Linked DNA regions of Manis pentadactyla: region 2 is linked to region 1. The links are chromatin contacts, called in public Hi-C maps. All regions are on one chromosome and are shown on one strand. The core of a region is the stretch at or near the end of the contact, and the rest is flanking DNA. Distances in the headings are between cores, read along the strand shown.

The links. A called contact is a pair of places that touch in the nucleus more often than the background predicts.
Region 2: a contact with region 1 is called in a Hi-C map of skin fibroblasts, with 2.4 times the contacts expected there. The contact joins the promoter of GLG1 here to the promoter of PDPR in region 1. A contact is called at or near these places in 2 of 3 Hi-C or Micro-C datasets (fibroblasts and skin fibroblasts).

Annotation. Positions count from the first base shown.
Region 1 is chr15:60,826,559-60,829,551 of mManPen7.hap1, reverse strand. It overlaps PDPR (pyruvate dehydrogenase phosphatase regulatory subunit), which reads left to right and starts at 1,497. Exons shown (of 17, transcript XM_057492778.1): 1 at 1,497-1,663. The region is part of intron 4 of LOC118932959 (pyruvate dehydrogenase phosphatase regulatory subunit, mitochondrial-like); the gene reads right to left.
Region 2 is chr15:61,022,905-61,025,897 of mManPen7.hap1, reverse strand. It overlaps GLG1 (golgi glycoprotein 1), which reads left to right and starts at 1,375. Exons shown (of 27, transcript XM_057492773.1): 1 at 1,375-1,810. The coding sequence starts at 1,397.

The DNA of each region.
Region 1 (2,993 bases), core at 248-2,747:
AAGACCCAACACTTGACAATGAAAGGGGCATTAAGACCTGCATGTTAACGTAGAGGCCAAAAATGGTGCCAGTTGAGGGAAGCAGGTTGCTCACTACTTACTGCATGTAAATAGAATGTCATTAAAGTATTCAGTAGCACTTCATTTCACCCACCATTTCCTACCACAGCTGGGTTTCTTCCAAGGTCATCGGCCTGGTAATAGCATGAGCCAGAATATTCGCTCACCTAGAAAACTTGGGAAGGTTTTCTCCCCAGATTGCCACATCTGGGAACCAACAAAGTCTTCCCCAAGAATATACCTCTAATCTATTAGTCTGTTCCATAATCTCTGTTGGGCAGGGCAGTAACCCCAAGCTTTAAGCCCTTAGCTAAAATAATAAAGTAGAAGTACTTACCAGCACTGATCCAGTACTTATTTAGCACAGAAGCCCAGGATGCCTTGAGCTCTCATGTACTGGAGCAACAAGAGGCAGAGTTTCTGTTTTCAGGCGACCAGACCTCAGGTTGTTGGCTGTCATGGTGACACAGGAGTCCCTGGGGCTTGATTGCCACTCCCCAACGGCAGAAGCCCATCCTTTCACCTGCACTGTTGAGTCCTATTAGCCAGCCCTGTGCCTGGCCACCAGAGGCCATCAATAAAGCGACATTGGCGGCTTGTGGTGAGAGGCCTGAATCCAAAGGATGGAACTGGAGAGTGGCCCAACGTGCCGTGGCACCTGTACCATTAGTACACCATTCATTCAAAGAAATATTTATTGGTCGATGTCCCCAACACTGTTCTGAGTGCTGAGAATATAGCCGAGCCTAAGATTTATGTTCAGTGGAGAGAGGACAGGGCTTGCAACTAGTCAACACACTTTCAACACACACGTACTTTATTTAGCTGGTGATGAGTCCTACAGAGGAAAGAAAACAGGGCGATGTGATAGCAAAGGAGAGGTGGGCGGAGGGGTTTCTCAAGATGATGGAATGAGTAATTCCATTTCCTCTGACCCAGGTAGCTAGGAAGGTGCAGACGAAGATGTGGCCAGGAACTCTGGTCCTCTAATCCTGCCTCCGAGGTCCGGCCAGGCCCTAGCCGACCGAATTTCAGAACGACTTCGAAGAAACCAAGCGACACTCAGTCGGATCTTTTCCCATCGTCGACTAGAGGCTTTGAGCGGCGAACCCACTCCGGGACGAACTGGGAACGCGCCTCGCGGGTGCAGGGAACCCCCGGCTGCCCGACTGCAGCGGGGCCTGCCGCCCGTCGCGGACGTTCGGCTGCACTTGCAGAAATCTACGGGGCTCGAGGCCCGAGTTATCGGGCAGCCCGATTAACAATGCTCCCAGCTAGCAGCCACTTTACTCCCGGCCTGTGGCCCTGGGGGGCGTGGCTTCGCAAGACCCAAACAAGCCCCACGTGTCGGGGGCGGGGACGTCACGGTGCGCGTGCGCGCCTGAGGTCACGCGCCGGCGTACCTCTGTTTTGGGGTTGGCGGGTGGGGCGGCCGTAAAGCGCGGAAGGTCGCGGTCTCCACCTTCCCCGGAACTTCTTCCTCCCTCCGTTCCGTCCCCGGCCCATGTCCTGTCCCCGCCTTCCGGGGACCGGCGAGTGTTGTGGCTGCTGGGCCGCTGTCGCCGGGCTGTTGCTGAGCGCGGAGCCCGTTGGGGCCCGTGAGGTAAGGGACACCGCGGGGCCGTTTTGGCCTCACCGTCAGCGCGGCCCCGGACTCTCCCAGCGAGGCCCCTGTCCGCTGTGGTCTCCCTCAGGAGTGGTCCCGGTCGTCCCTCGTCCCCTGTCGCTTCAGCCAGGTCCTCTCGGGAGAGGCCCCGCCGGCCCAGGCGGCAAGAGGGTGCGCCTCACTGCCTTCGGCCTCTCTGCGGCTGCGTTCCGTCCGGCCGGGGCGGTAGGGGCCTCGGGGTCCCACTCCCGGCTGTCCCCGTGCCCGCGCACCGTCTCTTCCCGGCGTGTCCGGTGCTCAGCTCGGAATCCCGGACTGGCCGGGTGTCCTCGCCTCTGGCTCCCTCCTCGGGCTTGCGCACCCTGCCCTCTCTGCGGGTGGAATTGTTTTCCCGCCTTGCACCGTGCGGTGCGCGTGTGCTTTACTAACTAGTAAGACTGCCGTGAAGTCATGCCCGTGAGCTGTCTTAACGTTTGGCCATTGGGGACTGATGTGAGTGACACTCGGTTTTGATTTAGGAATCTTTAAGACCTTTGTAATCATGCACGTCAGCATGAGGCACGGAGTTGCGAGGGGAGCGCGGCAGCCGGGCCGCAGGGCACACTTTTCCAGTGCTGGGGTTTGTGTTATTTTCTTAAACTTTCCGGGTCACCTGGTAGCACTTGTTGGAAAAATAAGAGCACCCTGGACCAGCAGGATCAGAATCTCCAAACATGGAGCCTGGGAATGTGTCTTTGTTTTTTTATCCCAGGTGGCTCTCATGCTGAGGCCGATGTGATCAGTGTTGTTCCTCCATCCAGCAGCCCGTTTGTACACAGCCCTGTGACCATGTAGAGTAACGACTCAGGGGGAGATGGAGCTGGCCTCTTGCTCTAGTGCTGTAAGCATTTCTGCGCATAACCAGCCCAGTACTGAAGTTGTTTAGCAGAAATTATTCTTTTTGGCAGAATGTTTTACATTCACTTTATTTAAAATATATATAATTTACTTTAAACCAGGTTATGTGTTTTATTTTATGACTTGGACACCTTCACCTTCTCTACCAGCTTTACCTCCTTTGCTGTCAAGCCTTTGCTTCAGTTTTGCTGCCAGACCTACTTGAATAGACTCTGGTCTTCTTTTCATTCATTGTTGCATCCACTTTAGCCCCCGCAACCCCGGCCCCCTTTTTTTCTTTTGCTTTCACCACCCCATTGACTCTGTAGAAGGTCATGATGAACACAAGGTCAAAAATGCATTTCCTGGTTCTTGTTTCCCTGGGCTTTAACATAGCCAATTCCATGTTGAAACTCATCTGTTACTCTGTTTTCTGCCACGGTTTGCAGTT
Region 2 (2,993 bases), core at 126-2,625, 200 kb before region 1:
TATTCTCAGTCTTAGGGGTTCATTGTGGGGCCCTTGAATCCCACTTGACTTCTCAGGTTCTAGTTATATCTGATCTGGTCCTCACTGCCCAGCTGTGGGTCAGGACAGCAGAAGCTGCATTTTTGAACATGCATTAACAACTGGGATCCATGCCCCAAGCTGCCCTCATGTCCCAACATGCACAGAAATCTGTACAGATTTTTGGGATAAGAGTGCACCAGGGCACTGGAAGCCCCAGGAATTCTGGTCCCAGTTTGGCACAGTTCATCCTGGGCAAGTCATTTAATCCTGCTGTGCATAACTGTTACCATCTCTGTACCATTCCTCAGTTAAATCAGAACCCAACTGAGGCCTGACTCTTGGCTCAAATGACACAATGGATGTGAAGTCATTTTGATAAGAGATCATCTCTCCTAAGGAAAAGGAGGGGACACTGATGTGAAAGTGAAACAACCAATCTCTTCCTAAAGTGCTGCTGAAGATGCTACATTGCAAGTCAGCCAGAATAGTTACTGAAGCAGACTCAATCTGTGTTGAGGCTGTAAGAATATAGTAATTTATCCTCCATTTGCCCCATGGACCCAAGCACATAAGCCGGTGAGAATTATGCCTGGGGCTTGCTGGGTTTATCCCACTTTATCTCTAAACATCCCGACCCTCCCCCAAGGCAACAGGCCGAGCGGATCCGCCACAATAAAAGGCACCACGCTGCGACCCTCCTTACCCAGAACTACTCCGGAGACATGGCCCACGCAAGAGACTTTGTTATCTGAAGGAGAGAGTGGCTGCCCAGAAGGGGTGGGGTGGGGAGAGAGGCGGTGGGGGGAGCAGCAGAGAGAGCAGCGGGACAGAGAGAGCAGAGAGCAGAGAGAGAGAGAGGGAGAGAGAGCAGGGAGAGCAGGGGGACAGAGACACAGACAGAGTACCCTTATTTAATGCTGCCTTCTTTTTGGGTAAGAAAGACTACTGAGGCAGGTGGACGAGTGCAGGAAGAGGTGCGAGAAGAGGTTCTTTCGATTCCGGAACACACCCGATCGTGTAAAGTTCACCTCTACACACATAAAGTTTTTTGTTTTTGAAGTCACTGAACGAGCGACTCACAATATCGGCCATGTTGGTTGTGGCAACCTAATTACTTCTTATTTTTCTGTGACGATAATCGGGCAAAGCCGCCCTACCAAGGCTTTTTACGAAGCACCAGCGACTCGCGCGACAAAGCGCCGCTTTCCAGCCGGCTAAGGTCCAGAGCGTGGGCCCTTCCAACGGGGCCACCTCCGGGCTCAGCTCGCCGGTCGGCGCCGGCCGGGCAGGGCCGCGGGTGGCCCCGCCCACGGACACGCCCCCTTATTTAAGTACGCGGCGCCGGCTGGTGCGTCGAGCTCGCCGCGAACCCAAGATGGCGGCGTGTGGACGTGTACGGAGGATGTTCCGCTTGGCGGCGGCGCTGCAGCTGCTGCTGCTCGCGGCGGCCGGGGCCCAGAAACTCCTGAACCAGGGCGGCCACGGCCAGGGCCAGGGCCAGGGGGCCGGCTTTGGAGGCGGCGGGCCGGCGGGTCAGCAGCTGCTCCAGCTGCCTCAGTCATCTCAGCACCAGCAGCAGCCCCCTCAGCAGCCGCCTCAGCCGCCGCAGCCGCCTTTCCCGGCGGGTGGGCCTCCGGCCCGGCGCGGAGGAGCGGGCCCCGGCGGCGCCAGCGGGGGCTGGAAGCTGGCGGAGGAGGAGTTCTGCAGGGAGGACGTGACCCGTGTGTGTCCGAAGCATACCTGGAGCAACAACCTGGCGGTGCTCGAGTGCCTGCAGGACGTGAGGGAGGTGAGGAGGCGGGACGGAGCCGGGAGGGCCAGGCCTGGTGCGGGCCCGCGGGTGTCGCCGGCCTCGAAGCCTCGGATGCGGGTCGGCTGCCGCGCTCGCTCCCCAGCTCCCGGCTCATTCCGTGGGGAGGACACCACCCCACCCCCTCCCTCCTTCCCTCCCCGGCGCCGGGGTCTGGAGGCCCTGAGCGTGTTGGTGTTTGCCCTGGGCTTTTGTGTGCTGCTCTAAGCACAGTGACTCCTCGCCGAAGACCTGCTTAGTATTTTGCCATCCGTTTCCACTTGGACAACTTGTAGCAACCCTGTTAAGTCTGAAAAATGGTTGGCGTCCTTAAGCCGATAAAAATGACCTGCTGTTTATTGGCAGTAGATAATGTTTGTGTAGGTAACTCGGGTTCTATATGATGCGTGTTGTAGTCCACAGCTGAATTTATTCTCTTTACCCCGTTCTTTTGTAATTCTCAAATTTTTATTACCTACAGGGTGCTGACGCTAATATATATGTATATATTTTCCCGTCACTTCTTTTGGTCAATTTGTAGTGAATGACAAGTTTAAGCTATTACTGCAAGTGATTTAGAGCCCTAAGGCTTGAAAAGTTGGTCCGGCATTTGAAGCTGTAATACATAATCAGTATTTGTGGATTGGGTTTCTGACATCTGTATATGATTTTAACAGTACCTTTTAATGAAATCTAGATTTGATGTGATTCGGTTAAGTGACAGAATTTCTTCTCTAGATTTAATGCTGCAGACATAAATGCATATTTGGCAGTTGTTAGTTTGCCAGCAAATCTGGTAGGGATACTTTTTTTTTAATTAAAAGGTTTAGGTACATAGAATTAGGCCCAAAGGTTGACAGAATGAAGCTGTTGTCTGATAGTTTTGTCTGGAAAACTGTATCATCAGAATTGTCTAGGGTGTTCATGGTCTTGGGTCTTGAAGACCACCGGCTTGTAGAAAATTGCTAGTATTGGCAGTTTTTCCCCCCTCATCCCACTATAATGTTTGCTGTAGTATTCTATACAGAGGATTTCACAAGAGGAAAAGACTTCCATTATCAGGAGACAGAAGAAAGGAAGTTGGTAGGGCCACCAGAAATGTGGGGCCTTAGATGAGTTCTCATCTACAACTTGAAAACTGGAAAGGTTAATTCCTTGTTATTCTTTATTCTTCAGCTACTCC